Linked DNA regions of Drosophila melanogaster: region 1 is linked to region 2. Evidence: chromatin contacts called from public Hi-C data. All regions are on one chromosome and are shown on one strand. The core of a region is the stretch at or near the end of the contact, and the rest is flanking DNA. Distances in the headings are between cores, read along the strand shown.

The links. Hi-C and Micro-C count contacts between places; a contact is called where the count stands out from the background.
Region 1: a Hi-C map of the Kc167 cell line shows a contact between it and region 2, with 2.1 times the contacts expected there. The contact joins the promoter of Tob here to the promoter of lncRNA:CR33963 in region 2.

What each region holds. Positions count from the first base shown.
Region 1 is chrX:16,088,575-16,094,791 of dm6, reverse strand. Tob (Transducer of ERBB2) reads left to right here and starts at 3,297. Exons shown (of 6, transcript NM_001169300.3): 1 at 3,297-3,645. It overlaps CG42353, which reads left to right. Exons shown (of 5, transcript NM_167485.4): 5 at 1-1,733. CG42354 reads left to right here. Exons shown (of 6, transcript NM_001144730.3): 6 at 1-1,733. The coding sequence ends at 689.
Region 2 is chrX:12,656,728-12,662,889 of dm6, reverse strand. It overlaps lncRNA:CR33963 (long non-coding RNA:CR33963), which reads right to left and starts at 3,428. Exons shown (of 1, transcript NR_002692.1): 1 at 2,258-3,428. Tis11 (Tis11 zinc finger protein) reads right to left here and starts at 3,475. Exons shown (of 4, transcript NM_001272561.2): 1 at 3,342-3,475; 2 at 2,023-2,356. The coding sequence starts at 2,106. CkIalpha (Casein kinase Ialpha) reads right to left here. Exons shown (of 4, transcript NM_078585.6): 4 at 5,056-6,162.

The DNA of each region.
Region 1 (6,217 bases), core at 2,048-4,547, 3.4 Mb before region 2:
TCACCAAGGCCGATTTGAAGCAACCCTTTCAGTGCGACGATGGTCAGTTCGTTGAGATCGCTGGCATGTGCGTGGAGAACAAGCAGCATTTGGATTCTTTAACAGATGAGATTGGAAATGCCGTCAACGATGTGCTACAGCAGTCTGGAGCCTTTCACAAGTTTGAAAAGGTCACCGAGAAGCTGGGCAATTTTGCCGGTGCCGAGGATACCGAAAACGTTGATCCCAAAGGTTTTCACTCGAAAAGAAATGATGGTCCACAAACCGTAACTTCCCATGGCCAGTCATCGAAGCTGGCGGATGGTTCGAAAGAGCGTTACAGGCCAAAGTATAAGCAAGAGTACAACACGAACGACAGAAAGCAGCGGTATCGGAATGAAGATCACGATCGCCGCAGCCGTACAGATGATCACTCACGGGAGAAGGGTAAAACTAGATGCTACGATCAGTCATCCAATAAACGAGGATGTTACAATAAGAACTCTAAAAAATCCAACGAGGAGCACTCCAACGAGAATAGCAAGGAACGCTATCCTAATAACGATAGCGGTAGTGGCGAGTGGCATGAACGAATGATGCTACAGCGAGAAAACGCTCGCCACAAACATCAGAAGCGGAACAATAAGAACTGGTTCATCAAACGAGGCGAAAGTCGCGAACAGATGCGTTCTGGAGAGACCCAAAGCTAAATGGATTCGCCGCAATCTTATATATAATCTACGCATCAAGACGATGACCTCTATCTTCATCCCGTAGGGAAGAAGGGATCGAAATTTCGCAACAGAGGTCACATATACATATATACTTTAATCCCAAGATATACTTAAGGACAGAGTGTGCTAGTAAAGCGCACACCGAATTTGCGCTGGTTCCTAACTTATACATGTGTGTGTTTGTAATATTTCGACGATGCTTCTACAGAGTGTTTTTTTCTTTTTGTTCAAGACAGCAATTAAACAGGAATCAAGGTTTTTTGAAACACACTGTAGAACCAGAGCTTAATAAGCATCAAGCGATGCAAGTGCTTAATATTTATTTATTTTTACCTACAATACAACAATCGTTTTGGCTGCGTTAAAGCTAGCATTATCTTTATAATCCCGATATCGCAATGTATGTACATATACAGATTCAATAGTCAGTGTTTAATACTAAGTGTATCGCATTTTTAATGGAAATATCGTACATATCGCCCACATTTAACTAAAATGGAATTAATACTAAAAAGCTTATGAGGACTTATGAGGATTAAAATCAAAATTAAATGTAAATCCCACTTAAGTTAAATGTGAGCGATGTCTTTGTATAACATTGGTTCCTCCCATTGAAGGGTGTTATTTCTTCTACAAAGTTCCAGCTCAACCTAAGAGACAGACCCATCCAAGTCCGTCAATAAAGCAAAATCAATTTCCTTTCAACGAGTTTATCAATAATCCTTTTGAAACATTAAATTTCGCTACAAATTATGTATTGATATATACATAAATATATATATTTGTGATACCTATACTAATATTTTTTTTTAGTCTAGAAAAATAAATTATTGTACCATATTAGGTATTCCTGGAAAGCCAATTTAAAAAAAAGAAATCCTATAAAACTGATAAAAATCGAAAATGTAAAGGAAATCCATATTTTTGTATGCATGTTCGTTCAAAATCTAAGCGTATATATTAATAAATGTATAAATGTGTACCCCAAATGTTTTGCGATGAAATAAATAAAAATCCTTCAATTTCATTTAGTACTTCTTTATCTACCAAACATTGAAAAGGTTTTCACCATTCTTGATTTAAATATTTGAAAAAAGGGAAAGTAAGAGTATCACAATATTTCTTACTATTCACGACGAATATACATGCACATACATATGTACATACACAGGTGTGACCTTTCACCTTTTTGTTCGAGCTAGGTCCACTCTAATGTACATATACATATTACCTCTGGGTGTATGTACGCATATGTTACGTGCTCATGCACTTTCATTTCTTGTCCCAGTTTTCGGAAAAGGGAAAAGGGGGGGAGGGGTCCGAGCCAAAGCCCAAAGAGAGCGACTCGTTTTGTCGGCCAGAGTGGTGGAAGAGGAGGAGGAGGGGGGGGGCTGTACTAAAACTGTGCCACGGAAGGATATGCACTCATTGCGCAAGCCCTTCTAGGCTCGATTTTACTACGAGCACAACCAACACACGCCCACACACTCCTCCAATCGTCCAGTCACGCGCAAAATTATTCAGGGCATCCGAGCGATGTAAAAGCAAGGTGAAGTTTAAATACCTTAACAATCGCAAATCCATATTGAGAACTATCAAAATAACTAATATTTACTTAGCTAGGATTTCCACAAAGTAGGCATTATGATTTCACACGATGATCTTATGAGGTTTAGTTACTATTAATATATAACATAACTTTTTCAGAATATCATATTGATATTGCAAATTTAAGTTAGACTATGATTTATAAATAAACTATATTTAAAATGACTAAAATAAAACTACAACAAAGCAAGAAAGTAAAAGTTTTCAAAAGCTTTAAACTGATATTTTAAATATTTCAATCCTAACTTGCTTTTAACTAAAGTATATCATGTTTATGTCGACACTTTTCCCAAACCAATATGGGATGTATATATTTACATCGGTTGCTAAATTGAAGGTAACAAATTTTAGTCATATTACCACCTTTTCGGATATAATTTTGTCCAGGGAAAAGCACCCACACAAAAATATGATGAGTGCAAGCAGTGCTGCCAATTTTTTTCAAGAACAATTTTTTTTTTTGCCAGTCGAATCTCATATACCCTTGCAGTAAATATAAATTTAAAAAACTGGTCTATAAAAAAGTCAAAACAATTTATCAAAACAAAAATTGATTAAAAACAACAAAACTATGATTTCTTGTTTAATATTTTCAATTATATTTCCGTCTGTTTGGTGTTGGGCTCTTGGACAGTTAGAATTACCGGTGCCCGCTTAAATATTTATTTTATTTTAAGCAATCCACCATAGACGGGAAAAAAGCTAAATTGACAACCGTGGGTGCAAGTACCAGACAGAGAGAGAGAGATAGGGAGAGGGAAAGAGAGAGGAAGAGAGAGAGTGGGAAGCCGAACCGAGTTTAGAACATTTAGCTTCGTGAGTGATTCGTGCGTAGTGCCGAATAAGACCAACACGGTGGTGAAGGTGGGGGTGCTGGTGCCGAAGTGTGCGTGTGCACTTGTTTGTTGTTGGTTCACTGAGGCCCGTTCGCGCGTCAATTCAGTCTCAGTTACTAAACCGATTTCAAGAACTACGGACGCTTCGCTCGGCCCTTGCTAAGTGGCGTGTGCTACAATTAAGTAACGGGCAGAGACATTTCACAACAACAACAAAAAATAGGAAAATAGAATACAACAAGAAATACAAAACCAAAAACCATCAAAATCCCAATAAAACCAAACCACATTAAACAAGAAAATAATAAATAGACATCCGAGCACATATACCCACGCAAAAGTAAAACAATAGCATACTAGTTGGTACAACTGGGGTATTTTATACATAACTCGCTAAATCCTTCGTTTAATACAACGACCACCAGGAGGAAACAACCAAAAACTACAGTAAATCGGAAACAAGAAATAACCATCAGCAAACTGCACCGGTAGTTAAAAAAAAAAAACAAATAAATGTTGAATTACAATTTTTTATCTATTTTGTTCGAAAAAAATATTGCAATATATTTGTGTACTTGTGTGTGCTGTGCAAAAATTGAGAAAGCAGCGAACTATCCCCCACTACACATACATCTATCTAGCCCCCACAGAAAATACAATAACAATGATTGTGATATAAAAAAAAAAAGAAACGAAAAAAAAAGAAAACAAAAAAGGAGATGGAGCATCGCTTCTCTCACTTTCGCTCGGCTGTTTTCATACTTCTTGTTTTGTTGTCGTTAGTTATGGCGCTCACTAGAGCACTGGGCTTTTCAGCGCCGAAAGGGACAGCTGTTCTTCAATAAATTTGGGTAGAGAGAGAGCTCGACTCCAGGGAACGAACTATAACTCCCTTTCCTATGCATTCAAACTTTCGTAGCTCAAAAGATGAAAGAGCAAACCGAAGGGTGCACAAGATTTGAATACCCAAAGCTTTTACAGTAGGGTACTTTAGTTGGCTTGAGCTCAGATTATTAAATACTATATATGGATATTGATTTGTTAAGAAGTTTGATGTAAATACAAATCGATCTATCTTAATCTAGCATATCCCAATTTGTTGTCGTAATTCGTGCTTAAAAGCTATAGCTAGCAGCTGATATTTGCGTTAGCAAGCTCCAAATACAGTACGCATTCTTTAACTTGACCATTTCACAATTCTGTTCAATAAATAATTCAGAGTACATGTCGATACCTCATGTTATCAGTGTTATGAAAATTTCATCCCACTATATATAACTTTGACACCTCTGAAAATGTTCGTGCTAGACAGGTTCCACTGTACTTTCTGCACAGTCTTCTATAGTTGTGTTGCACAACAAAAGACGAATTTTATAATAGTACATGTGTGCGATTTCATTTGCGCAAGCTTTTGTTTTTTTTTTATTTATTTATTCATCTGAAACAACATCGATGATTCGATAGCAATTGTTGCAAGTTTGAGAGCATAGTGACCACCGACTGCAGCTGCTTTTGCATTTCTGCCAAAGAACGAATGAAATGAAATAATTTTCGACCAAACCAAAAAACGAACTTGTGCCAGACAAATACTATCGCGTCAGAAGACCATCATTTGGCATTTTGTCGCGGTGTTCGTCGCAAGCTTATTGTATCTACTTGCATGCATACAGGGAAAAAATAGTATTCAAAAAAAAAAAAAAAAAAATTATATTGTGTACTGTACACACTCAAATGTGTATTGTATAGACAGACATTCCGGCATGGCAGTGTATTTGTCATTTCAATTTTCGTGTGTGCTCAGATAAACGAACGAGAATCATGTGCCTAATATTGTTTTTTTTTTTTTTATTTGTTGTTTGCTGTTGTGAGGTAAAATGTCCCAACATCTTACGAACAGCTGACTGTGTTTATGTGTCCTCATATGATTATGTTGCGTTATGCTTCAAATTTTGGCAAGTGAAGTGCATGGGTGAACATAAAAAAAAATAATAATAATACAGCAACAAAATTAAGAGGAAGTGAGAAAATGCCAATAGTTCAGGCACACAAACTCATACGCAGTTTGTCGGTCGGTCAGCTGTTTTGTGTTGTCTTGAGCACCAGGGTCTCTCATTTTTCTATTTTTTTTTTCTTGTTGTTCCCCCACTCTCTATCTCTCTTTTCCTCTCTCTCTCTCTATCTCTCTCTCGCCGTTGAAATTATACCCCTGCGCCAGTCGGGGAAAAATTAGAGCAACGCTTGCTCCACAACGCTCGATAAAACTGCGGGAAAGAAGGCTGCAAAGCAATAACTAAAAATAATTTGTGATGATCTTGTAAATTGAAGTACTGCACAATGTCTACAATCCACAAGTTTCGAATGCACAATATAACGTGTGAGTGTGATTTTACCACTAAGCGCTGCAAGGAAATTCCCCTAAAGCTGGTTATGCAATGTATTGAAAATCGTAGAGCATTTCTCTTTTGTTTGTTGTCGATAAAAATATACCTATCTAGTGCGATACAATTCAGCGCGCAGTAAACATTGAGTCCAGCCAGATCTTTATATATGTACATATGTATGTACATATCCCCACATTGGCTTTATGTAATGGGGCCCGGTAATTACTTCGCTCGGTCACATTTTCGTTTAGATTGGGCACTTCAGACCCTTCAGTTGCAGTGGTAATCAATTCAACGGCATTAATTACACTCTGCTATGCAAAATATGAATGCAAATCGAATGGGGAAAAAAACAAAATATAAAACAAATGTAAAATACGATTGTGAGCACAACATTAGCATAAACCCTACCAAAATTACAATTACATTCAAGAGAAACTGTTAATCTCGAAGTTAATCGAAAATACGCTAATTCCTATGTACCTATGTCTGTATTTAGTTACTTGAAATGGACATCTGTACAAAAACGAACACAGCCTCTCACAACATTTTCCTTGGAGAAACCACCTGTATTAGAACCTAAATAAAAAACAGATGATTATAAAATATACAGCTGTATGAGCGTTTGTGTAACCTCATCTAATTATCTTCAAACAAGCAAGCTGATTTCCTTTAGCAA
Region 2 (6,162 bases), core at 2,179-4,678:
AAAGTTGGCGCTGCTCCCTTCTCTTCTCTTTCGGCACTTCATTCTCCATTCTCCCCTTCCACCCTTTCTCTTCTCCACCGCCTACCTCTTCTCAGTGCACATTCCCGAACGAAGTGGCGCAGTAAATGTAACAAAAGCCAAAACCAAAATGTTTTTATAAATTCAAAAGCAAAGATTGTGACATTATTGTTTTTCGTTCATATTTTAACTTATAGCCGAAACAAAGACGAGTTAAAAAATGAAATTGATTTAAAAAATATAATTTCCTTATGCAAATATCTTTCATAATCTTATAAAAGAGTTGCAAAGAAGGAGTTGCAACAATTTTGTCGCCTAATAAAAAAGTTGCGCGGCAGCATTTCCTATTTGCCTGTGTTTGCTTGAAAGTGTTTGTGGTGCCCTTTCGCTTTCTGCAGCAATTTGTTGTTGCCTTTGTGGCTAAAAACTGCTGCATAATGACAACAAAAATATATCAAACAATTTTCAGTGCGAATCGTTGCTGATTGCCTATCGATAATCGATTGCAAAGTTCATTCAACAAGCATTTGCAACTTTATCGGACGTCAACCTGGCTTGGCCCTATTTTTATTATGTTTGTTGTTTTTCTCCTTGCTCAATGTTATTTTTTCCTTTCTATGACTCTACTTGACCCTTTGGCTTTGCATTTTAGTTTACGCAAATTTGCGAAAAAAAAGCGCAGGCACAAGAACAAGAAAATCAAAACAAAAGTGAGCCCAACACTGCTCCATCTGTCTCTTACTTTGCTCCCCTCTCGTTTTTACACGAAAAACCGCAAAACTTTTCACGTAATCGCTGCAGCAGAGCTTTTGAACATAAAAAAAATATTAAAAACTTAACTCATCCGAGAGCAATCAATAAACCCAAAAAAAACAAATGAACGAAATAATATGTATAAATAAAACAACAGAAATCATTAAAAACACAAAAATCCATCCAAAGCAAACCCGGAACTTGAGTTAATCGAATTTGTTGTCGATCAACAGCTGCGCTGCCAACGTCGCTGCCAGCAACACGCACACATGCACCACACACATACATACGTATGTATATACAAACAGTAAATGATCACGAGTGGTGTTATTGCTGTTGTTGCTGCTGCTTTTAATGATGCTGCTGCGATGACGCCAATTGTAACAAATAAATACGAAGAGAAGGGACAAAAAGAGAAGGTGCACAGCGTAAGGGAGCGGATCGAGAGGGAGAAAGAGCGGGTGGGAGAGAGTGATATGCAAGGATGCCCCGCCCCCTTCTCCAATACACTTATCACAAATCCTTATCAGAGAATTATTTAGTCCACTTTATAGTCTGTCGCTTATTTTCATTTTTCACCACCATCACACACACACACTCTCTATTTGTTGCTGTTTTTTGTGAGTTGACAAACCGAAAGTATAATTATGAATCAGCTTTATAATGGGGAATAACAAACAACAAATACAAGTGTAACAAAACGGAAATATAACGAAGTGAAAAATGGAAAACAAGTTATCGAAATTAAGCAAACGATGCACATATTGCCTTTAACAATGCGACACAAATGCGGCGCAAAATGCAACTGCCGAAATGAATAAACCAAAAAAAAACATGTGGTTTAGGCATGTTTTAAGTTGACTGGAAAATATTTTAAGTTTTCTTTTCACTCAATCTATATGGAGCTTCTCTAATTTTGCTTACCAAGTGCTTGACTTTTTTTTTTAGTGAATTAGCAATTTGAGTTTTACTAAATTTCTTGGAAGCCCAAATACCAAGACAAAAATGCATATGCGCACATCTGCATGCAATATAAAAACAACATAAGAGACCTATTGAATTAGTTTTGTAAATTAGTCATGGCATATTTATTCAATTTCATTCATAACTCTGGGTAAAACCACATCTTGAAAAATAACACTTTAAACAATACCGAATTTTGAGAAAAAAAAAACACAAGAACAAGAATATAATGACCGAACAGTTAAAAACGGAGGAAAACGTAGTTTTTGAGAATTTTGGGAAACTTACCGTTACGTATTTGGATATATCGCCACGCTCGAAGTAGTGCGAATCATCCTGCTCTCTTGATTTCTGCAGAATATCAGCAGACATTTTGTTGATTGGTTTTGAACAGATTGTTAACTTGATTTAGCCGTTGTTGTTTATTTGTTGTATTTTCCACTGGACAAGACAGAAAAAATGTGCGAATTTTTTCGTTTTGTTTTTCTTTTCTATATATCTTTATTTCGTTGCTTTTTCTTTTGTGTTTGATTTGTATTTGCTTTGCACTTGAATATTGAGTTATGTATGTTGTTGTTATTCGTTCCGCGAATATTGCATTGCAACAATAAAAAAAAATCAGCTAAAAGAGTGAAGAGAGCGTTTGATTAGCGACGAATAATGGAAGTGAGAGAGCGATGCACGAGGGCAGAAGAGAGAAGGGCAAAGAGCAAGGGAACAAAAATTTCACGTGCTTGTCGTTCGTATGCGTATGCGTATGGGAGTGTGTTCGTAAGGATATTTTCCAGGCACATGTGCAAAGGAAAGAAGAACCAAAGGCTGATATTCTTCGCTTTGCTTTGTCCCTTTTTTGATATACACATGTGTGTGTTTGTTAAACAGCCGATGTCTGTTTTATTTACGTGTGTGCGTTGTTTGCTTTGCTTTTATCGTCTTCGTTCGCGTTCTCGAAAAGCGAAAAGATAAGCTTGCGCTTCGTCCCTTCCTTTCCGTCCTTCCTTTCCTCCTTCTCTCACTCTATCTCCCTATGTGTGCCTAAGTGTTGCGTGTGTGTGTGCGATCTCTAGTGGTGGTCGTATATCACTTGCGTCTGTGTGTTTGTAATTCTTATATTATTGCTGCGACAGCGAACTCAAAATCATCAAAAAAAAAAACATAACACAAAAATCAAATAAAAGGGCAGCAATTTCTGTCGTTTATGATTTTTCCCTGTTGCTTCGCATGCTCCTTGTGCGCGCGGTTCTTCTTGTTCCCAAAGTCCTTGGGATTGCACACATGCGCGCATGTAAATTAATCGAATGCTTGCTTATGCTTATTTGAACATGATTCAAGAAATTCTCGTTGCGCCTTTTATATTCATTTACTCTTACTTTACACCTTTTAAAAACAACGACAACAGTGGACCATTTCTTACTTTACTATACAGTTAACTGTTGTATATTGATGAACAACCAATTCGAATTTTTCCGGCACTTGCAAAAAAAAATAAACCACGAAAAGGATGAAAGGGAATGTAAGTTGACCACTCGATTTGGATCGCACAAACACCACAAGATACACGAGAAACAAGCACACAATTTTAATTTGGCTATCGAATCGCTTATTACTTTGAATACGGGCGCAGAGGTCCTGTCGCTCTTCGCTCGTTCGCAAAAAAACACAACAAAATAGACGCAGCACGTCCGTCAGACAACCAGCCAGATCGGAATCGAACCTTACACTCGCACAAAAATGTCGAATCGCCGTTTTTTCGATTCGGTTGCCCGGCAGTGTGACCAGCCGCGAGTCAGCCGAAAAATGCCCACGTCATATATGCTTTTTGGTGAACGGCATTTGGCCTCCCGTTAGGCGCTCTTTTGTCAGAGCGTTTGAGTCTAAGATATGTAAATGGTTATTCTGTAGTCGGTTAGTTTTTACCTAGCTAAAAGAAAAAATGCTTCAAACTTGAAATGAAAGTTTTTTCATATAATACCTTTAAATCAAGTAGCATAGTCGATAGTAAATCAAGTAACATTAATCGAGCCAACTCGCTTGCTAGTGGTGCCACCTGTGCAAACTCGACTGGTAGAGGTGCCACCTGTACCTACTCGCTTGCCAGTGGTGCCACTGGATTGCCTTTAAATTTTCGAAGTTATTGGCAGCGCTGTCCCAATTTCTACTATTTTTAAAACATTATTGAAGCGCATAATTGCACTAGTTAGGCAACTTTAAGTTGTTAAAGATATATTTCCAGTCACTTCAGCTCCACGGGTGGCAAAGTCAAACTATGTGGCAGCCATCTAAATCGCAGTATCAAAACAAGCGCCATAGTTTAAATTTCATTTGTATTTTTCCCCATGTTAGCTTTTTAGGAATGTAATGATAAAATAATGACAATGTTCTCAGGAGTTATCCTGCAATAAGTTATTTATAAATGTAAAATTATAAATAGCAAATGTTTTAAGATCTCTTGTCAAACTAAAGAGACGAATTGATAAATGTTGCGCTTCGTTTTTGCTCTTTTACTATTCAATCAGAACTTTAAATGTTCTTATCAGCAATTGCACTGCAATTGGTGTTTTCCAATCAGCGCCTTCTGCTTGCAAACGGGGTGCTGATTGGAATGGGTCAGTAGTGCAGTGGACATCCCATAAAGTTAATAAATAATAAAAAGCACATTCTCACACACAGACGGACCGCGTACGTGTCATTGGTCAACAATGACGAATAAACAAAGAAATTAAGAGGGTCTAATAAATAAATGTATTTCACAGTCGGGTTGCAAAAGACGTCAGCTGCTAAATTCGTTTTGGATCTTAAGAAAGACCACCTGAAAGTGAAAAAACATTACGAATCGATTTTTGGAGGCATTATGGAAAATACTTTAAAGAAAGATGATTAACGCTGCGCCCCCCTGTACCATCCATTACAGTATCGCAGATAACCATTCCATTAAATATAAACGTAATTTAAAATATTGACAACTTTCTCTACAAAGATTCTACGTTTTTTTTCTCATCTCTTCAGAATATTTTGCTAACTACCAGCTATGCAATCTACTAGATGATATCAATAGTAGCAGTACAAATTTAAATAAACAAACCATAAACCATAAACCATAAACCATAAACCAATGTGACAATGAAATGTTTTTATGTCACGTTCAAGTTTTCATAACTAAAATGCATTATTAATGACTGAACGCAAGATCTGAAAAACACAGGCATTTTTTTGTGATTAATTTAAATATATAAAAGCATCTTTAATTTCAACTAAATTTTAATTTCAGCTGAAACGAATACAACTTTAGATACAAAGCACTTATGGGGGAAATTAAATGTTGGGGCTCAAATAAAACGTATGCATATATATATATATATGAATATACAATTTTTATGTAAATTTAATATAGTATAATAAAAAAACTAATTACATGCTACAATTTTAAAAAAGATTATTAACCAATAGAGCTAATCGCTAATAAACAATGACGTATATTACAACAATAAATATATTTGAATGCACTTCTTTCCCTTTCGTATGCCCCCATCTCTATCTAATGCAGATGTGAACAGCGCCGAGTCGAAATTTAATTTCAACATATTTATTGATGTAATTCAAAAAATTAAATATAAGTTATATTTATAATTATTACGGCGTACTATGCAAAATTACTTTGCAGTTTTGCGGTCTGTTTTCTTCTTTTTCTTTCTTCATTATAATTATTATTTGCTTGTTTTACTCTTGTTGCTGCTTTTATTTTATATTTTCCCCCATCTCAGTTGGCTTTGCTTGGTTGTTTCTCCTCCGCATCCTCCACTATATTTTTTTTGTTTGCTTTTCTCGGTGTGTTTTATTAATTTTTTTTTATTGTTTATTCTTATTTGTTTGTTGTTTTTTTGTGTTGTTGTTTGCTTGTTGCTGTTTTGTTTCTTATTTATTCCATTTTAATTAGTTATTGAGTTTTGTTTCGCTCGATTCATAATTAAGCATTGGATTCGATTTGACGTGAATCAAATGGGTATATGCATACATATATGGTGTTGTGTTTATTCGCTTACATATATACATATACATATATATATAGGTTTAGTTTCCTCAGCATTACTTCATTTTGTTCCTCCAACTCTACCAATATTATTTCTTGTAATTTATTAGGCTAAGTGTTGTTGATTTCTTTCCTCTTCTTTTCTTCTTCTCTCTTCTTTTCTTTTTTCTCCCCCTTTTGGGCAATGATGTTTGCTTTTTGAGTGGGTGGATGAGAGTGGGTGAGTGTGTGTATGTATGTGTGTGTGTGGGTGTGTTATGCAAGTATGTTGATTTGTGTATGGATTGCAAATTAGTTTAAATCGTATTGATTTGCAATAATTTCGGTTTATGTTATTATCGATCGCAGTGATTCACTCGTGAATCACATTTGCTGGGGTATCATTTTATATGCCCTGCTGA